Regions from separate parts of the Cydia pomonella genome. Here region 2 is linked to region 1. The links are chromatin contacts, called in public Hi-C maps. All regions are on one chromosome and are shown on one strand. Each heading gives the region's core, a stretch centred on a gene start, on an enhancer-like site or on the middle of the called end of the contact. The rest is flanking DNA. Distances are from core to core; before and after follow the strand shown.

Region 1 (4,864 bases), core at 2,317-4,816:
GCATCTCAGGCTATCTATGAAACGGCCATAATTTATGTTAACGAGTCTAGGAATAAGTATGTTCTTAATGATGATATGATATAATAAAATGCACATAAGATATATAAAAATAAAAATGAATAGAAGCGGGTAGCGCACTTGTTTACTTGGCTCTTCACTCTGACGTCTTGTAGTTTCTTTAGTACTGTTTTTACGTGTTTTAGATGTTCTTCTAAGTTATGGGGTGTTATAAGAATGTCGTCAAGATAACAAACAACACCATCAATGCCACTGAGGATTTGGTGTATTGTTCTTTAGAAAACGGCCGGCGGAAAGAAAATTCGAAAGTTGATAGCTTTTGGACCATAGTTGGTTGGTTGTACAGTAGATCTATTTTATCACCTTCTGCCTAGGTCTAGTCTATTCATTTATTTGTTACTTCCTACTGTTTTCCTGACGCTACAAGCAGACAAACAAACCGAGTTAATGAATGCAGGGCTGATTTACCACCAATTGTCTTCCAGGAGCACTCGGTATTTTTAGTCCACTAATTACTGGTCGAGCTGACTCGTTCGAGTTACTTGACTAGTCACTTGAACCTATAAAACGTTGACGCTGATGACTTTGAAAGCGCATAGACAAAAAACTATAGAATTTATATGGATATCTTTCCTTCCTAAATCCTTCCTTAATGAGATTTGTTTTTATGTTTATGTGTAGTAAGTAATTTAATCGAATCAGAAACACGAACTACGCTCCAGAACTCGAGTTGTAGATGTAGGCGTCAAGACCGTCCAGGTCAAGTGGGACTGGGCTGGACATGTCTGCCGCATGCACCCAGAAAGGTTGGCCAAAATGGTTACTGAGTGGGACCTACGGAACACCATAAATAGCGCAGGACGGGGTGCAGGCAGACCGAAAAGGAGATGGTGGGACGACTTGGACGTATTCTATCCAAAATGGTGGAAAAATGCCAATGACAGGGCCCAGCAGTGGGAGACTAAAGTAGGCTAACAAAAAAAGTAATTAAATATTTAAAAAAAGCGCTGGTGGCCTAGCGGTAAGAGCGTGCGACTTGCGATCCGGAGGTCTCGGGTTCAAACCCCGGCTAGTACCAATGAGTTTTTTGGAACTTATGTACGAAATATCATTTGATATTTACAAGTCGCTTTTCGGTGAAGGAAAACATCGTGAGGAAACCGGACTAATCCCAATAAGGACAGTTTACGCCAATTCTCGGGATTAGTTGCAAGCGGACTTCCAGCTACCATGAGCCGTGGCAAAATGACGGGAAAACGGGAGGAAGAAGAGATTAAATATTTTTAATATTTCATGGTTCTTTTTTATTTTATATTTTAGCGAAAAAATACTTGGATCACAAAAAGTAGATTATAATACCCTAGGGTTGAAAGTGATCCAATGCAACCAAGATATTTCGAGGGTGGAATGGGTGCTTTCACCCGAGTTGAATACTTTATTTTTCATTTCGACTACTTCCCCTAGGGTAGGCCCTGGAAAGTCTTCATCCGAGTGCCAAAATACGTATCTCTGATACGACGCATCACTTCAACTCAGTTAACTCAGTGGTACAGTCGCCATCAGACATATCGGAGCCACCGAGGTGCTCAATAATATCTGAACACGCACTATAAATCCAGGTGTGTTCCGATATTTGTGAGCACCTTGGCCGCTTCGATATATCTGATGGCGACTGTATTCTATGTAGGTAATTCTGAAAGCCACTTTATGTAGTGACACGAAATTATGTGCAAATTAATTTAATATCGTTCTTACTACTCTTATAGCGTTATTCATAAACGCGTTACAGGCCTGAATTAGATATAAATCGTTTGTCGTTATCTGTCATTTTGACTTATGTATTTGCAAGAAAGGGATAGAACATAATTTAACTAAATCAGGCTCGTAAAGATTTATGAATAAGAGGGTTTTTGTATAATTTAATTTAGTTTGAACTAAATAAACTTTTTCTTTTATTTGGATTTGTTTTTTTTATATATAATCTTAACTGCGCATAATACAACATGTCTCAGGCATGGAGGCCACAATAATCGTTCGGTTTCGCTATTTTACTTCGATAAACAATGATTGCTATCGTTAACATTGTGATAGGCTTATCAGCTTATCGTTTGCCGTGAAACGCACTGTCTCAAGCAAAATTAACCTTAATGGTGTGTTATTAAGATTTATTTTAGAATGCAATTGTGAGAGGAAGATTATTGGTTAGGAAGGTAAACAATTTCTGGCGTTTTACAGCTGGGTTGAGAATGACACAGTGTTTAGGGATGTACACACACTGGCGTTGTTGGTATTAGGTGCATTAGAGTAACTTCGAATACGGGGTTATTTTGAAAATCTCTAAAGTCTAATATACCACACGCACGTCATACTTTGGAAATACTTACGCTACAGCAACGCTTACCGAGGCATCTCGATATCTGTTGGTACAAAATATGCTTTTAGTTTAGTACATATACCGGGTGTGGCCTGTAACATGACCAATCAATTTAACTGAAGGCTCAAAATTACCAACATTTGTCCAGCCATTTTTGAAAATTATGAATTCTTTAGACTTCCTATTTTTCATACAAATTAAATATTACCTTCAATGTAATTTGTTATCAGTGTAATTGACGTTGATTGTCACGCTTTAAACATAACAAAATCCGCAATACACTGCGTCTTAGAGTAAACTTTAAAGTGTTTAAAGATTAAAATAAAAGTATTTTTTTAAAGTTGCTGAACAGATGTTGGTCATTTTGAGGAGTACAGCCTACAGTTTAATTTTTTGCTCCTCTTACAGGCCACACCCGATATAGTTAATAACTAACCTTAAGTTGCTTGATTTACTACCTTATAATGAAGTTGAATCACGTTGAATTATAAAAACCTGAAAAACTTGAGCATTTTTAGCAAAAATATAACATCATCAATTAAAAATATGTAGGTACCTAACAATTTTCACGCAGGTACCAGGCACGTCCTGAATTTTTAATATATTATGTGAGATCGTGGTTTTATTAATTAAAAAAACGTATTTGCTCAAATAGTTTATTATATATATTTCTTTTTATAGCGATATAGTGACTTATATCGCAAATAAATACGTAGCAAACAAATACTAATTGGATTAAGACTTAAGAGGACTATTTACCGCGATTCTGTAGAACTATAACTGTACTAACATAAATCTAATATCCTGGTAAGGCCCACCATTCCACGTTTCCCTATTTTTAATTGAAACCTTGTTGTAAAGTAAATTAGGATGTATTTTGTTTGTTAGAGAAACCAATAAAAAAAAATACTACTTTATTTGACTTATGGATGGTTCTAAAAAGATTGAATTAGAGTGTACAATGTAATGTACAGTGGGAGGATATTGTTGGTATTGCCAATACAACCAACGGATGTACACACAATAATCTGCTTCCGTCCAACATCTCAGCTCACAGCATCTAATTTATCCACTATATTGGATTATATATTGGATAACCCGACCAAAACCAATAGCCATAACCTCTATATTGTACTAAAATCTTAGCCGTATTCTCAATTGAGTTGTATTGAAAGTGGTTGACAAGTCAAGTCGTCTTATGTTTTAAAAATGTTTTTAACCGAGAAAGAGATAGTTTTTCTGTTTTTTCTTGTTATGGTGCTGTTTCTAGTGTGGTCGTATTTGCAAATATGCGATTTGTTCGTGGGGCGGATCGTCTATAAAATATTTAGTAAGTATTTATTTGTATGTTTTAACCTCCATCAGTTTTCGAGATTTGAAATGACACTTACTTTTGTTGTGCGGCATGTACCTATGCCTATGTGCACGTACCAAATTATAATTGCGTACTTTTCATGTATGGATTATAATATTCATTTCGATACGCTGTAGTCAACTTTAAAAAAAATGACCACTCATGTGCCGCCGCGCTTCCAAAAAGACCGGGGGACCGGCGGGCGGAGGGTCGCGCGTTTATGTGTAGACATTTTTGTGTACTGAGATACTTATCAATTTTCATGTGAGTTAATTTTCCTGTTATGTCTATTTCACAAGGACGCCGTGTCATAAACTGTCAAAAGAAAGTCGAAAACTGACACCTGACAGTGACAATTCACCGTAAGGTACATTAGTAGTCCAACAAGTAAACATTTACTCTAATGTACATGCCAGTGTTACTGTTATCAAACCAAAATTGTACTGGAAATTGTCAGATTTGTCAGTGCCAGGTGTCCATGGTCAAGTTCGTGAAATCGGTCCGTTATAACTACTGTATTTAGGCCATTCAAAATCGTATAAGTACTTATTGTTAACCGTCTTGTAGCGATTCTCGACAAGTTCAATACATGTATGTATAACAAATGTTAATTCAATAATAATATTATACAGAAAATGTATTGTTAACATGGCGTATTTATTCACAACAATTACCTAATAAAATACAACACTAGGTCGGTACCCGATTCACCGTCCATGCACGATTCCCCCTTGTAGTTGTAAACTAATGCAAATGTAATAATAAATAATTATATTGCGAGGCAGGGCAGCTTGTGGCGAGCTGTTGGGGAGTAACGGCCCCACGGACCCGAGTGCTTCCGAGAGTCGGTCAGGGTCTCCGTCTCCGGCGTGTCTTCGACGGTCGGAGTGGAATCTCAAGGGGACCGGCAGGATACTCAGTTCTGGCTTGCCTTCATTGACCGCCCAGAGGGGATTCGTAAGAGCTAGACGAGTATGCTCCAGGGGTGCACAGTAGCTGTTAACAGCCACTGGGTAGAAAGTAGCGCATAACTCTCAACACCTCTGAGCCGATCACACCGGTGTTGCTCCTGGTCGTCTTTGGGACGGCAGTTTCAGGGGCCCATCTAGTAGGCGCGT
Region 2 (4,408 bases), core at 886-3,385, 150 kb before region 1:
TTCTATTTCTTTTATAAATATGCCAATCAAAAGAGTTGCAGCAACACTATACAATATACAACTATAACAAACCAGAAAATAGGCTGGATAGAGGTTAATTAAGGTGGATTTCCACGTTAATAATAAAATCAATTTAGCTAAGAAAGAAACTTTAATTATCTATGTCCTTTCTCTGGGCTCCAGTGACGTCCAAATGTATCCAGTGTAGTTGTTGACCTCATTGTCGGTCAGAGGATATGGACTGTTACTGGCCTTATAGTAGTCTGAAGGAGCATGCATAACAAATTCCATTACATCTAGCTTCCTAGCCAGTTCTTCTTCTGGACCTAAAAAATAAGATGTGTTGGTTATAAGGTATACTCTAGCATACCCAGTTTGGCAGAAGAAAAAGGCTCAAATTTCAAATTTTCTTTGGGAAAACAACCCTTTGCGCTACATTTTTTAAAATTTGCAGCCTTTGTTACGGACAAATTTAGTGTGCCAGGGTATATGTATTGCACTGTAGGGAGTGGCTAAGCATACAAAAATATGTTGTTTATAAAATTGACATTTTAAAATTCTCAGCTGTACTATTACAGGTAAAAACTTTAAGACTGTTTTTTTATAATTTATTTTATTTGCCTCTTTTTAGGCGGGTCCACACAGAGCGAGCATACGAGCGAGGCAATTTCCTCACGCATGAAATGGCCAGTATAGATGTACCTTGGCCGAGATGACGGAAATTGCCTTGCAAGTATGCTTGCTCTGTGTGGACCTGCCTATTAAAATGCAAGGGGGAACTACATAACTTCTTTTTTTTTAGCTCAGTCAATTATTAAAGATAGTGTAACAAATAGGACTGAAAGATAAAGTCAATACTTCTAATGTCTTACCAATAATATAAGTAGCAGGGTCAAACCCACTCTCGGGAGGAGGACTAGCTTTAGTTGGCAACAGCCATGTGACAACGGCACTCTTCTCACAATACTGGTCAGTCATGAAGCCTCGAATTTGAGCGTAGTAGGTACCTCCGTCAATGTCAATCATTGAGACTATGTCGCCCACTTGCATGTAGTTGCCCTGTAAAGAATTAATTGGGTTTATAATGATGTGTAAAGAAATTTTATTCTATTAAAATAGTGTATATATTATGAGTATATAATTATTAAAAAATTGTGTTTTTTCTATTTAAAACACAACTTGCTGTTTGCAATCTATCGTATTAAGAGGGAAGTATAATAAGCATGTGACCGTCCATACAAAAAGAAAAAACATTTTCCGTCCTCCATGATTTTTTTGCATGTTATTGACATTAAAAAATGAAAACTAAAATTTTGCAAATGAAAATTTTTTTTTGTTATTTAAGTAGCGATATCTATACCTAAAATATTTTATGCTGAAGTGATTAACATCAAAATCAAAGTGATTTGTTAAGATTAAGTGAAAACCATTTTCTCCTAAAATGGAATTTCATAGAAAAAGTATTATGTATTTCGTTAGGATCGCAAAGCTATTCTTCCCTCTTAACTAGAGCTATTGTGACACATTGCATGTAAGTTAGATTATGGTTATGTAAACTGGTGGTACTATTGATAAAGCGAATATGAATAAAGCCAGAATTCACAATCAGACTTTACCTTATAAAATACTGAATCACTAGTCACAACAGTGGCTGTTGCTGTCGGCGCCTTCAAAGGTTGTCTCTTGAAGATGCTTCTGCGGCCTCTTCCACGAGGCGCCGCAGATTTTGGAGCCACGGACGCGGGGGTCTTCGGTTTATATCGCGTCGCTCTTGTACTCTTCCTAGTACCTTTCCCAGTCGCTTTTGCTGGTGTAGTCTCACCCTCAGTCTTTTCATTTTTAGTTTCTGGTTCGTCTTTATCCTCGCGTTTAATTTCCACTTCAGTTTTGAACGTAAAAGGTGGGCTTCCTTCTTTTGCAGCAGTATTTGAGAGGTGACATTCGTTGCAGATTTGACCGGTTTCCGCATTCCGCCAGAGAAGAGAATCGTTTACGCCGCACTGAACACAAGTTGGTTTCGGCATTTTTGTTAATTTTCCTTCAATAAATTGCTGATAGGAAGGATAAATAACATTTATTCATACTGCCGTATGGCACGCGAAACAAGACGCCTGAACAGTAGTTTTCCGTTTTACGCAGCTTGAATCTGATTTCATGTTGTAATAAACGCGCTCATTTTATGCTGTACCTAAAATTGTAAGCATAAAGATATGATTGAACATAACGTAAAAGTTTTAATTTAATAAAATAAAGTTAGGTCGAAAAGGTGCTATGTTTTCTGCCATTTAGTCTTTATTTTAGCGTGAAACGAATCATGTTTTTACTGTCAGTGTCAGTTTAGTTGTACCTTTAATACCGCCCTCTGTTGTCAAGTAGCAAAAGTAAATTTGTAGTGACATCTATTGAGAGTACGAGCAGTATATACATCGCCAATGTTACGGATAGATGTCGCTACTAAGAAATTAGTGATCACGTGAATTTTTAGGGTTCCGTAGCCAAATGGCAAAAAACGGAACCCTTATTTAACTTTTCCTAATCAAAATGATCAAAATGTAGCGATTTTATAAATTTCTTACAAATACTGTGTTGACGACCATTTCAATAAGAAACAAGATTTTTTTGCACTGCACCTGTTTCAATTATTATTTATATTTCATAATTTGTGCTACCATTTAGTTAATTTTAATCGTATGTAACCAAAACGCGACTGATCTATAAATCAAGCAGCAACAAATTGCAGTAAACGTTGGTAATTTAGAGCGTGTGAATTTGCATGAAACGCTCGTTGGGCGCTATCAAACGGCATGTTTAGTTGAAACAGGCTTTATAGCTGCCAAATTGTCAACATCGATACATTTTGTAAGCTTACGGGCTGGCAATAAATTGTAGCTAATAGCTAAACTAATAAAAGCGTAGTTCTTGAGGACCTTAAAAAAGACCAGTAAAAACCAAAACTTGGCAGTGTTTGTCGTTCAATTTCGGATACAGGCTGTCCCAATGCGCTATTGGCTATGGATGTGGTGGGAATTCTAATTTCTAATTACCAAATTATGTTTTTTTTTTAAGTTAATGTAGTTTTGACGACCGGTCGGGCCTAGTGGGTAGTGACCCTGCCTATGAAGCCGATGGTCCCGGGTTCAAATCCTGGTAAGGGCATTTATTCGTGTGAAGAGCATAAATATTTGTTCCTAAGTCATATTTATATATTATATATATCGTTGTCTAAGTATCCTCAACACAAGCCTTATTGAGCTTACTGTGGGACTTAGTCTATTTGTGTAATAATGTCCTATAATATTTATTTTTATTTTTTTAAACACATGCCGTATTTAAGGGTGGAAAGCAAAGGTTACCTACGCCTATCTTCAAGTAAAACACTGTTTTTAATTACCTACCTAAACATATTGTGTTAACTCTTTTCACAAAGCTACGCGTATTTACCTACAAGTTTTCGCATCGTTATAAGTAGAACGAAACTCCAACTAAGCCAATTAAAACTTTAAAAATCCCTACAAATGTCATTTGAAAAGATCGAATACGTACGCTTTGATGAAAACTTTTAACGAGTGAAATCCGCTGAGAGCTCATATTCAATGGAAAGGATTCAATTTCTTCGACATTTAGCAACTTTAGTGAGAAAAGTTCAAGCTACTTACGTATTTTTAGCGTCGCTGTGCTTTTACTGTATATTTCGATTTTTGCGTATTTAATTTATTTTCATTATTGGAAACAACTGAAAGTCATTTCTTGTTTTTTTTTTTTCTAGGTATTGCTTATTATTGGTAAATTATAATTATAAACAAGTACAATAACAAAACTTATAAACTAGGTACTACTAAAATTAAGTATACTTAACTTTACTTATACTCACCTATCTTAGGTCCTCTAGATCTGACCCCTGCGGCAGGGTGGCCATAATATTGGTGCCCTTAAAATTATTATTATTTATTCGTATATTAAATTTATTTCGGTTTGTAATTTAGTATTAGTATATGTATAAATAGTAGGCACATAGGCTACATACTCGCGTACATTGATGCGATGTTGTTGATGGGTATTAATGATATTTATGTCGCCGCATCTCAGTTATCGTTCGCAAGTAGATATAAATTGGGTTAAATTCATTATTTTAAAATTATGCGCCTATTTTTTTACGTCAAATAATAATAATAAATTTCACCACACCAGCTTGTGAGAAAACTGATAAGAAAGTTACATTTTATCCATATGTGTGGCAAAGTAAAAGTAATTTGATGAAAATTTTGAGTTGTTTGCTCATGTTGGCTGATAATGTTCATTTGAATTTGATTTGTAATGTTTTACAGTTGGTATTTTCCTCCCATTAACGTGATGAAGAATTTGTAGTTGTTTGTTTAACCCTCGTGCCTTGAAATCCACGCAACGCTCT

The links. Hi-C and Micro-C count contacts between places; a contact is called where the count stands out from the background.
Region 2: a Hi-C map of whole body shows a contact between it and region 1, with 5 times the contacts expected there. The contact joins the promoter of LOC133516440 here to the promoter of LOC133516437 in region 1. A contact is called at or near these places in 2 of 2 Hi-C or Micro-C datasets (both in whole body).

What each region holds. Positions count from the first base shown.
Region 1 is chr3:26,996,369-27,001,232 of ilCydPomo1, reverse strand. It overlaps LOC133516437, which reads left to right and starts at 3,566. Exons shown (of 3, transcript XM_061849376.1): 1 at 3,566-3,722. The coding sequence starts at 3,602.
Region 2 is chr3:27,143,373-27,147,780 of ilCydPomo1, reverse strand. LOC133516440 (GATA zinc finger domain-containing protein 1) reads right to left here and starts at 2,135. Exons shown (of 3, transcript XM_061849389.1): 1 at 1,617-2,135; 2 at 873-1,059; 3 at 133-326. The coding sequence starts at 2,024. The coding sequence ends at 160.